2 separate regions of the Pan troglodytes genome follow, and region 1 is linked to region 2. Evidence: chromatin contacts called from public HiChIP or PLAC-seq data. All regions are on one chromosome and are shown on one strand. The core of a region is the stretch at or near the end of the contact, and the rest is flanking DNA. Distances in the headings are between cores, read along the strand shown.

The links. HiChIP or PLAC-seq counts read pairs in DNA pulled down with a chosen protein or histone mark.
Region 1: a contact with region 2 is called in an H3K4me3 HiChIP or PLAC-seq map of stem cell-derived excitatory neurons, with 2.8 times the contacts expected there. The contact joins the promoter of CTU1 here to the promoter of SHANK1 in region 2.

Annotation. Positions count from the first base shown.
Region 1 is chr20:53,994,578-53,999,876 of NHGRI_mPanTro3-v2.0_pri, reverse strand. CTU1 (cytosolic thiouridylase subunit 1) reads left to right here and starts at 3,870. Exons shown (of 3, transcript XM_001174153.7): 1 at 3,870-3,982.
Region 2 is chr20:53,606,807-53,612,440 of NHGRI_mPanTro3-v2.0_pri, reverse strand. SHANK1 (SH3 and multiple ankyrin repeat domains 1) reads left to right here and starts at 3,882. Exons shown (of 24, transcript XM_024351604.3): 1 at 3,882-4,301. CLEC11A (C-type lectin domain containing 11A) reads right to left here and starts at 5,004. Exons shown (of 5, transcript XM_054672655.1): 1 at 4,658-5,004; 2 at 1,773-1,911. The coding sequence starts at 4,989.

The DNA of each region.
Region 1 (5,299 bases), core at 2,621-5,120, 390 kb before region 2:
GGTTGGGGTGAGAGAGTCCAGGCAAGAAACGGCCGGCGCAGTGGCTCACATCTGTAATCCTGGGACTGTGGGAGGCCGAGGTAGGCAGATCACTTGAGGTCAGGAGTTCAAGACCAGCCTGGCTAACACAGTGAAACTGTGTCTCTACTAAAAATAAAAAAATTAGTTGGGCATGGTGGTAGACACCTGTAATCCCAGCTACTCCGGAGGCTGAAGCACGAGAATTGCTTGAAGCTGGAAGGCGAAGATTGCAATGAGCTGAGATCATGCCACTGCACTCCAGCCGTGGTGACAGAGTGAGACTCCATCTCAAAAAAATAAATAAATAAATGAATAATTAAAAAAAAAAAAAAGGATGAGCTGAGCCGAGGCAGGGGCCACAAGGATGAAGGGAATGGTCTGAGAAACTTTCAAGAAGCAAAATTGGCAAGTTTCACTGAACCATGGGGGGCAGTGGGTGAGAAAAAGAGTCAGCGAAGTGACTCAGGATCCTCACCTAGAGGCTGAAGCATGCCAGTGCCACCACCAGGGGCTAACTGTGCAGGTCCGAGTCTCAGGATGCAGTGGAGATATGCAGGAAAGTGGGGAGGCATCAGGGCAGAGACGGAAGTTGCGGGAGTGGCAGGAGTGGATGAGCTCACCTGGGGACTTTGCAGAGAAATGACAGAGCTGTGGAGTACAAGGCTCCTGGCAAGTTGATTGACATGGTTTGGCCAGAAAGAGGACCAGGGAGGGTAGATTTTGTGGTCAGGGCAAAGAGACTCAGAAGTAGGTAGAGCCCAGGTTAGACCTTTATTTGTCAATAAAGAGGCCACTGGTGTTGATCGGGAGACTGTGTTAGGGGAGACAGGAAAGAAACCAGACAGCAGAGGGCTGGGAGTGAGAGGGCTTCTCATGGCTGACCTCACCTCTTTTCCCATCTATCTCTGGAGCCCCAAATATCCCACTCTTATCCTGGTCCCACAGAGGAGAATGGGGAAACTCTATACACCCCGATTCAGCATGCACTCCCACATTGTTGCAGGACAGAGGCTGCCTCTGAGGAGGAGAACTAGACAGTGGGTGGGTGGGGGGAGACGACAGGGAGACTTCACTGTAGAGTCTATGCACTGTTTCCATTTTATAGCATTTAAGTGCATAACCTGATTAGATAACATAAATTGCATTCAAACAAAAGGCACCCTGTGCTTTCTTGCCACAAGATCTTTCTTTGCTCAGGCGATTTCTTCTGTATTAAAAGGCCATTTCGACCCTCAAATTCTCAACCTCCTTTGCCACACTTCACACCTCTTCCAGGAGCAAGCACAGCTTGGAGACTAAGGAGACAGGCTTTGAGCAAGGAGCTACAAACCAGAGCCCACCAGCCAAATCGGGCCTGCTGCCTGTTTTTACATGGCCCACAAGCTACAAATGATTTTACATCTTTAAATGGTGTAAAATCTTCAAAATTCTTCAAAAGAAGAATATTTCCTGACACATGAAAATTACATGAAATTCAAATGTCAGTGTCCGTCAATAAAGTTTTATTGGCATACAGCCACCCTCACTTGCTTATTTTATATCAATGGCTGCTTTCAACATACAACAGCAGAGTTGCCACAAAGACCCTGTGGCCCACAAAGCCTAAAATATTGGCTACCTGGCCCTTTACAGGAAAGGTTTGCAACCCCTGCTGTAGAGTCAGGCAGTCCAGGGAAGTGACATCACTGAGCTTCAAGATCCTCACCTAAGTAGAATTACAAGGCTGGGCATGCTGACTCACACCTGTAATCCCAGCACTTTGGGATCACTTGAGGTCAGGAGTTTGAGACCAGCCTGGCCAATATGGTGAAACACCGTCTCTACTGAAAATACTAACATTAGCCAGGTGTGGTAGCGCACCTGTAATTCCAGCTACCCAGCAGGCTGAAGCAGGAGAATCACTTGAATCCAGAAGGTGGAGGTTGCAGTGAGCCGAGATTGCGCCACTGCACTCCAGCCTGGGTGACATAGTGAGACTCCATCTCAAAAAAAAAAAAAAAAAAAAAAGAAGAAGAAGAATTACAATTGTACCCAACTCATATGTAACATATAATCTTAATGTTATGAGAATTGAGATGAGAATAATAACCACTTGTTGAGCACATACTATGTGCCAGAAGCTGTTCTAAATTCTTGAGAGGTGTTGTTAATTCAATTTGACTTCGCATAAATCCTATGAGGCAGGCTATTATTGCCCCCCTTTCACAGATGAACAAACTGAGATGATGCATGGCACATAGCAGCCTTTGTTGAAATTTTTTTTTTTTCTGACACCCTGGCTGGCAGTGATTGAAATTGAGCTTTCAAGGCTCTTAACACTTCCATCTCAAGCTTTATCACTCCATATTGACTAAGTCCCTGTCTCCCCCACCAGGAGGACGGGGTGGTGGTGTAAGGGATGGGGGATGCTCAGAGGACAGTAACCAAGTCTGATTCATTTGTGTCACCTAAACCTAGCCCAGGGGCAGCCTGACACAAGGAGACCTCAGGAAATAAATTCAAGAAATTAACCAACGCACACAGATGAACAGAACTGGCCCATGATAAGGCTTAACAGTGACCTCACGGAGCTCATTTAATATGAAAGGAAGGCATCATGGTTTCCTGTTATGGGGGAAAAAATGGGCTACAGGGTGCATGGGGTTCCTTCTCACGTCATCACCGGCCGTAGACCTACACATCCTGGGGCTCTCTGCACATCTCCGCATCTCAGTCTAAGGCTCTGGTGGTCCCTTAATCTAGAGGATTTTTTTTTTTTTTTTTGAGACAGAGTCTCACTCGGTGGCCAGGCTGGAGTGCAGTGGCGCGATCTCGGCTCACTGCAACCTCTGCCTTCTGGGTTCAAGCCATTCTCCTGCCTCAGCCTCCCGAGTAGCTGGGGCTGCAGGCGCGCACCACTACGCCCAGCTGATTTTTGTATTTTTAGTAGAGATGAGGTTTCACCATGTTGGCCAGGATGGTCTCCATCTTTTGACCTCGTGATCCACCCGCCTCGGCCTCCCAAAGTGCTGGGATTACAGGTGTAAGCCACCGCGCCATCTAGAGGAATTTTGAGCCTCAGTTTTTTCGAGGACCTAGGTTTGGGGACGCGGATCTCAAGGGTCTCAGATATCTGAGTCCTTAGACTCCTTGTGCCCCGGTATTTGAGTCACCGGGGTCTTCAAGACCCTTGGGCCTTGTGGGGAGGGTGGAGGCCTCCAGATCCCTGTGTCTAGGGTGCAGACGGTTGTCTCCAGGTCTACTAGTTCTCTCAGGTGCTTTAGTGCCAGGGGTCTGCGTTTTTAACCCCCTTAGTCTCAAGGGTCTGAGTCTCTGAGCCTCTGGGCTCCTGGGTTAGGTGAGAAGGGTCTTTGGATCCTTCTGTTTAGAGTCTGGGTCTCCAGCACGCGCATCACGACAGCCCCCGCGTGCGCGCGGAGTTCCACTCCAATCCTCGAAGTCTGCTCTGCGCATGCGCTATCTGCGCCTTTTACACTAGCGACCAACCCCTGCAGTTCCACCTTCAATTCCCACCCGCAACCCCGCCTCAAAGGGCAGAAATCATAGGCCCTGTAATCCCCTTAAAATCCTATAATAATCCCACAAAATCAGTTAATCAGAATACAACTACTTCGCCCATCCAGCAACCTGCCGGGTGACAGCGCGCTGCCATGACAACAACAGTACACGCAGCTCCGCCGCTCCCTGCGGCCGCGCGCAGGCGCAGAAAGTAAACGCGGGGGGAGGGGGAGCAGTGTATTTTGGGAGCGGCAGAAAGAGCAATGCAAGTGTTTCTGGGAGTTGTAGGCCAAGCGGGACCCCGGAGTCGCGGGCGCATCCAGCGGAAGTGTCGCATGGGCTTCTGGGAGTTCTAGGCAAGAAAGCCCCAAGACCTTGTAGGAGTGGTAGTCTCGGAGTCACTTCCGTGCCAGGCTTCCGCGTGGTGGGCAGTGTGGGCATCCCAGCACTGAGTTCTGCCCGGGTGAGTATTTCCTCCTGCGGTGGGTCGGCATGTGGACTCCGGCTCTTTGTTGCGGTGCCGTGGGAGGGTTGAGGGTCTCTTCGAGCGTAAGGCCTCTGTGATTTCCCAGCGCCCGTGTCCCTGAGGCCTTGTAGCCAGGATTCCCACTTTGAACGCTGCGGTCCGGCCTGTCTCTTACCGGGCCACTCCCTTCCCCAAGACAGGATAAGACCATCTGCTTGCCCCCGCCCCTATGTTACTATCTGCCTGTCCCCGCCCCCATGCCACACATTATCTGTCCTTTTGACAAGGCTGCAATCCAGAGGCATCCCTGGGGTCCGCGGCCTCTCTTCTGGGAGCATTTATTATTCCCTCATCCTACAGATACTTACTGAGCACCGACTCTGCGCAAGGCGGCGGGAGCGAGGGCACCAGACCAACCCTGTCCCTGCCTTGAAGCAGAGAGACAGACCTGTCACCAGTGACAGCTAGTCAGGATCAGGGCAGCTCTGAGGGCCCTGGTGGAGGCGCTCGACTCAGTGACGAGGGTCCATAAAGTCTTTGAGGGAAGACGCTTAACATGCATGTCAAACCTGACGTGGCCAAATGGAATTCCTGGTCTTCTCCCCTCACGAAATGGCCTCACCGTCCCTCCAATGCTCAGGCCAGAACCTCAAAGTTACCCTTCATCACTTTCTCTCGTCGTTGCCCCAGTCCCTACTCCAATCAGTCTTATACAAGTCCTGTGGGCTCCACCTTCAAAATAGATCCAAAATTTCACTTCTTCCCACCTCTACTGCCACCACTCCTGTCTAGTGTGCTGACCTCCAGCCTTCTGTCCTTGTCCCTGACAACCAACAGTCCTCCCCACACAGCAGCCAAACGAATCCCACTTTTTTTATTTGAGACAAGGTCTCACTCTATCACCCACGCTGGAGTGCACTGGTGCGATCATGGCTCACTGCAGCCTTGACCTCCTGGGCTCAAGTGATCCTCCTGCCTTGGCTTCCTGAGTAGCTGGTACTACAGGCCTGTGCCACCAGGTGCAGCTAATTTATTTATTTATTTTTTTAGAGATGGGGTCTCGCTATGTTGACCAGTCTAGGAATCCTTTTAAAACCTGCCAGATCATACCACTTTCCTGTTCAAAAACCTCGCAAGGCTCCCATCTCCTCCTGAATAAACCTAAAGTTCCACATCATGGCCTATGAGGCTCTGCTAACTTGTGCAGCCTTGTCCCCTGCGAGCGCCTCCCTTCCTCAGGACGTGGACCCCCCAGGACTGGGTGACTGTAGATTTAGGGGGTGAGGAGAGATGAGTCCAGGGTGACATTATGTC
Region 2 (5,634 bases), core at 2,633-5,132:
CCATAGCTCCCTGACACTCCAGAGCTCACCTTCAGCATCAAGGCCTCCCTCTCCCGCTCCTCCTCCTGGGCACCTCCCCAGCCTCCCTCCCACTCCCTCTCCGCTCCCCGAGCCCCATGGCCAAAGCCCAAGAGCTGGGGGACCACCAAAGCCCCCAAAAGCCAGGCTGCCTGCATTAAGCTGGACTCTTGGCACCCAAAGTTCCAGATGTCTGGATGTCTGGGGTGGGAGGGGTGGCCTCTGGGAACTGCCAAGTGCCCCTGCCCTGTGTGCAGGTCACTAGCCCCCAGGTTCCCGATTCTCCCAGCTTCTCTCTTCCTGTTCCTCTCCTCGTCTCTGTCCGGTCCGTTGGTCTCCTCTGCTTCTCTGTGTGTGTCTCTCCCCGCCCCTCTTGGCTCCCCGGAGGCCCTGCCTCTGTGGCCGGAAACCTCCAACGTTCCAAAGCCGAGATCCCGCCTTGGGTCTCCTCGCACACCCTCCTCTTTCCACTTTCCAGAGCTCGCTTCCGCCCTGCTCTTTCCTTCTGCTGTAGCCCAAAGATCAGATAATCAGGAAGAGGATGGAGCTGGCTCTCCAAGGAATCTTGGAAAACACAGGCCCCGGCCTCAGCCCAGGAACCCGCTCAGAACCATCTGGGCAGTGGTGGGATGCTGGGACCGAGCACTGCTCCCTTCTTCCCTGCCTGGCCATTCCTAAGGAGGGGCAGACCTCAGGGTCTCGCTGAGGTTGTTATTACCCTGTGGCCACCATCGCCCGCACACTCAATGGAGGAGACTCCAGGGCCCCTCCTGCCCCCTAGATTGCCCATCCTACCCTCCAAGCCCTCGTCTGGAGATCCAAGTGAGTGTGTGTGGGGGCAGGGTGACACATGTGAAGAGCACGCGTGTGACTGTGTGCATGACCCTGGAAGACAGGGCTCGGGGATTAATTGGCCACTTTACTAGAAGCCTCCTGCAGGCCAGGCTCTGGGCTGGGTGATGCTGGGGACTCCAGCTGCTTGCAGACCAGCAGCCAGATAGCTCTGGGGATGAGGGGGCTGGAGATGGGAGAGGGTGAGGAGTCTGGCGGAGCAGTCAGGGAAGGTTTCTCCAGGAGGTGAAATCGACAGACGCTAGGTTGTGTGCTCAAGGAGCTCTGAGCATTCAGCAAGCCACCTCATTTCAGCCTGGACCACTGCAGTCTCGCCCTCCCCCTCCTTCCTCCTGAGCCCCTCCAATCCCGGCTGCTTGCCGCAGCCAAAGCAATCCTTCCAAACCATAAATCAGATCACATCACTCCCCACTCCCCTGCTCCCCCACCTTCCCATCATAAGCAGGAGGGAAGCCAAGCCCGGGCCTCAGTCCTCAGCGCAGCCTACCATGCTGGGGGCTGGGAAGGAAGAACCCTTTGCACCTCTGCAGCCTCATCACCCCCACTCCCTTCACCCACCCCCAGCCTCCACCTTCCCTGGCCTCTTGGCTCATCCCCAAATACTAAGCTGATTACAACCTCAGAGCATTTGCACTAGCCCTTTCCTCCTTCTAGAAGCCTCTTTCCCCAGCTCCTTCTCATCATCGAGGTCTCAGCTCCAGGAGGTCTTCCCCAACCACCTTATCTATTCCGCAAGTTACTTTATTAAAATGCCCCATTTCATCTTTTTGGTATAATCAAGACTGGCATGATCTTGTTTGTTTGTTTATGTCTGTTCCCTGCCAATGAAAGCAGGGATTTTTATGCACTGATGCATCTCCTAGCACAAGGCCTACCTAGCACATAGTAGGTGTTCAACCAACCTGTTGAGTGGGCGAGAGGGTAGCCGTTCCTGGTGGGGTCAAAGGCCTGGAAGCTTCACCTCTTTGGTTTGCTGGCACCCAAGTTCCCAGGGTGGTGGTGGCAGGGTAGGTAGAGGTGGTGAGGGCAGTGGGAGAGAGGCTTGGAGGCAAGGAAGAACAATGCCATGCCATGCCCCTCTATGTCAGGCCCATGAGTCACGCAGGGCTTTTCCCGCCCAGGCCTGGCTGGTGGTGCCAACAAGCATGGGGCACACCAGCCAAGGATCACTGGGCCTGCTCTTCAAAGGAGGAGACCGAGGCTCTGAAACAGCATAGCCTGCTGGAGGTCACCAGTGTGGCGGCAGCTAGCCAAGGTTTCTGGCTCCAAGAGCAGGGCATCTGCCCTCGGCTGCCGGGAGCCCCAGGAGGGGCCTTGGAAATCAGTGCCTCCAGCCTTCCGTTTTCCAAGAAATCCTGGTACATCGAGGGCACTGTGACCTTGGGCAGACTGCTCCCTGCCTCAGAGCCTGGGCCTCTCAGGTGCCCATCGGGAACCTGGGGCCCCTCACCAGGAGCTACAGACCTCAAGAAATAATGCATATGTGGGGAAAGGCCTTGTAAAGTGTGCAGGGGTGCACAGCCTCTCTGGCTGCTGGAGCCAACATGGGCAGCCGTGCTTTCCCCGGGCCCAGCTGCTCACCACCTGGGCTAGTGGGTACACATCAAGATAGAGGCCTCCCCAGGCTGAGCAGGCACCTCCTCCAGCTCATACTCGGGTACCCCGGAGAGCCTGCAGCTGGAGGGGAACCCAGAAGCTGCCTAGAACTGCCCCCTGCAGGCCCTGGAGGTGCTGTTGGAGCTGGGAGAATGAGGAAGCCTGGGCTAAGGGGACACTCATCACTCACTGCTGCCCTGTGGGATCTGCTCTGTCCCTGTGGGTGCGTCCCAGGCATGAATGAGCTGTCTGCCTGCAGCTGGCTGCATATGCGTGCCTACACAGACATGTGCAAACTCTGAGGAGACGGTTGGGTGTGTCTGTGTGTGACGAATAAGGATATGCAACTATGAGGGGATATGCCCAGTAGTGAACAACAGTGGTCAAGTGAGGACTTTGGAGCCAGCCTACCTGTTCCTGATCCTTGTTACCACCTCCTTACAGCTGGATGACCTTGGGCAAGTTACTTAGCCTCTCTGTTCCTTGGTTTCCCCCTCTGGAAAATGGGGATGGTGAAAGTCCCTGCGCCTGGCACACAGAAAGTGCTCCAGGAATGTCAGCAGTAACTATCCTGGAGGGGAAGGATGGCACGGTGTTGGGCATGTAAATGGGTGAGTGCGAGCCAGTGCAATGGACAGCACGGTGGGTGGGTGTGATGGGAAGGCGTGCACACGTCTCTACAGTGCTGTAACTCCGTTTTGGTGTTGAGAGATCTGGGCATGCATACCGGGGTGAACGCCTGTGTGCGTGTGTGCGCGCGCACGTGCGTGTGTGGTGGGCAAATGTGTGCATGTGCTGCGTGTGTGCCCGGGCACAGGGGTGTGACAACTGCATGTAGCTGGGTGTGTTTGTAGCTGTGTACCCCAGGTGCATTGTGTCTGGGCATGCATGCGCTGGAGAGGGTGTGTATGTGGGGACTCTGCAGGTGCCGTTACAGCTGGTGACTATGCACCTGTGCCTTGGGGAAATGTGGCCTGGCCCAGGTATGTCCACGTGTGCCCTGACCCAGTGCTTAAATGGAAAGGGTGTGTGTGTGTTTGGGGGGACAGGGTGGGAATCTATAGCCTTCACACTTAAATTTGGGGGTGTAGAGTCTGGCAACAAATATTTATTGTGCCCCACTCTGTGTAGGGCGGCGGGGAGCTCTCTGGGAGGGGGTGATCCTGAGGTGTGTGTGGGGGGCACCCTTATGGGGGCAGGACCCCTTCGTCGGGGTATGGGAGCAAGCAGGGGCGGAGTCAGGATTTGGGGACTCGGAGGTGGTGAGGAGTGGTGGGGGAGGGCAAGGGTAGGGGGCGGAGCCGGCGGCGGTGGGGGATGGGCGAGGTTTGGGGGCGCGGGGAGGGGCGATGTCTCCTCCGCCGGCTCCTGGAGGGAGGGGAGAGGGCGGAGGGAGGGGAGGGAGGGAGAGAGGGAGGGAGAGAGACAGGGTGAGGGAGAGACAGCGAGAGCGAGAGAGCGAGAAGGGTGGCAGAGGAGGCGCGGAGCGGGCGGCGGCGGCGGCGGCCCGAGGAAGAGGAGGAGGAAGAGCAGGCGGAGACGCGGCGCCCGGAGCCGGCCGGACCGAGCCGGGGGCGGGCGAGGAGGGGCGCGGCGGCCGCGGCGGAAGGGGGGGCGCTCTGCGGATGGCCAGGCCCGGCCCGCGGGGGGGGTGAGGTCCTCGGCCCTCCCGCCCTCCCCCCCGGTCCCCGCCCGCCCCCTCCCCGGGCCCGCTCGCCCTCCGGGGCGGTGGGGCATGGCCTGAGGGTCCCCCGTCTCCGGGGGGGTGGGGGGTGGGGGGAGGGGGGAGGGGCCGCGGGCGCCGCCGACCGGGACTCAGCAGCCCCGCCAGGCAGGTAAGGGGGTCGAGAACCTGGGGGGTTGGGGCAGCTGCGGGGCCGGGGCCGCGGGAAGGGGCGAGGGCGCCCCGGATGTCCTTGGCCCGGCGCCGGGCTCCTGGCCTGGGTGTGCGGCTGGGGGTACGGGTGAGGTGGGGAGCGTTGCCCTGGGCGACACCAAATTGGGTTACGCCCGGGTCCCCGGTGCCCCGTCCCAGATCGCATCCTTGATGGGAGGGCGCGCCCCCCACCCCCCGCCAGCAGAGCCCCTATCCCGAACCCGCCTCCCGGCTCTCCGGGGCCAAGGGCTCGGTCCTGGTACCCGCCTCCCCGCCCAGCCCGGCCACTCCCCCGCCTCGCCCTCCCTGGCGTACCTGGGCCCCTCCGCCAGGTCACCCTGGTCCCCACTCCCCTCCAGCGAGGGTCTAGGCCCGGGCCTCCTCCGCCCCTTTCGACCCCTCCAGCTCCCGCTTCTCCTTCCAGGCTCCTCCAGTCCCTTTCCACCCCTGCCCAAGCTCCCTGCGTCCCCACCAGGTCTCCAGTCCCTACACCGCCGGCCGGCGCGCCCCCTCGGCTCCCGCCCCCGACTCCTGCTCCCCGGTGCCCCCCGCCCCTCTCCCCGGCCGGGTTCTCCCCCACCAGTTTCCCAGCCTCGGCTCCGGCTCTCTCTCCCCGCCCCTCCCCGCCTCCCTCCGCCTCCATTCATTCTCCCTGGCCCCGCTCTCGGCCACGCCAGCCGCCCCCTGTCCCCCCACAGCCTCCCAGGGCACCCCCTCTCTCGCGTCCTCCACCACCCCCCTCGCCGATTCCTCAGCCCGTCTCGGTACCAGCTGCGTGCCAGCTATTCTTAGCCGCGGAGCGTTTGATTCATGCCGCCCCGGCGGAGCGTGCCCGCTCCCTCCCGCGAGCCCTGAGGGGGAGGGGCCGGAGCCGGCCCGGGGGGGCTGGGGCAGCCGTACGCGCGGGGGGCCCTAGCCAGCTTTTCTTTCATCCCACCGGCCACCCCCTCCGAGCGGGGTTGAGGCTGGGGGTCAGCCAGGGTCAGCCGAGGGGGAGTGTCTGCGGGCCCCAGATCGCGAGGTGGGCTGTGCGGCGGGGCAGGGAGGAGGCGGCCGGGGTCTCCGCAGGGACGAGGTGGGGCGGCGTGGCTGGGTACCTGGAGGGGGAGGGGGCTTCGCAGCGCTGCCGCGCGTGGGGGAGGGGTCCGCCGGCCCTGGGTTAGAGGCTCGCTCGCCCACACCTCCTGGAACTCTCCTCCCACCACACACATTTAGTCTTCCCTTTCCCAACCCCCCAGCCCATCCCCACTCCCCCAAAGTCAGCAGTACCCTCCACTGCTTCCCATCTCCAT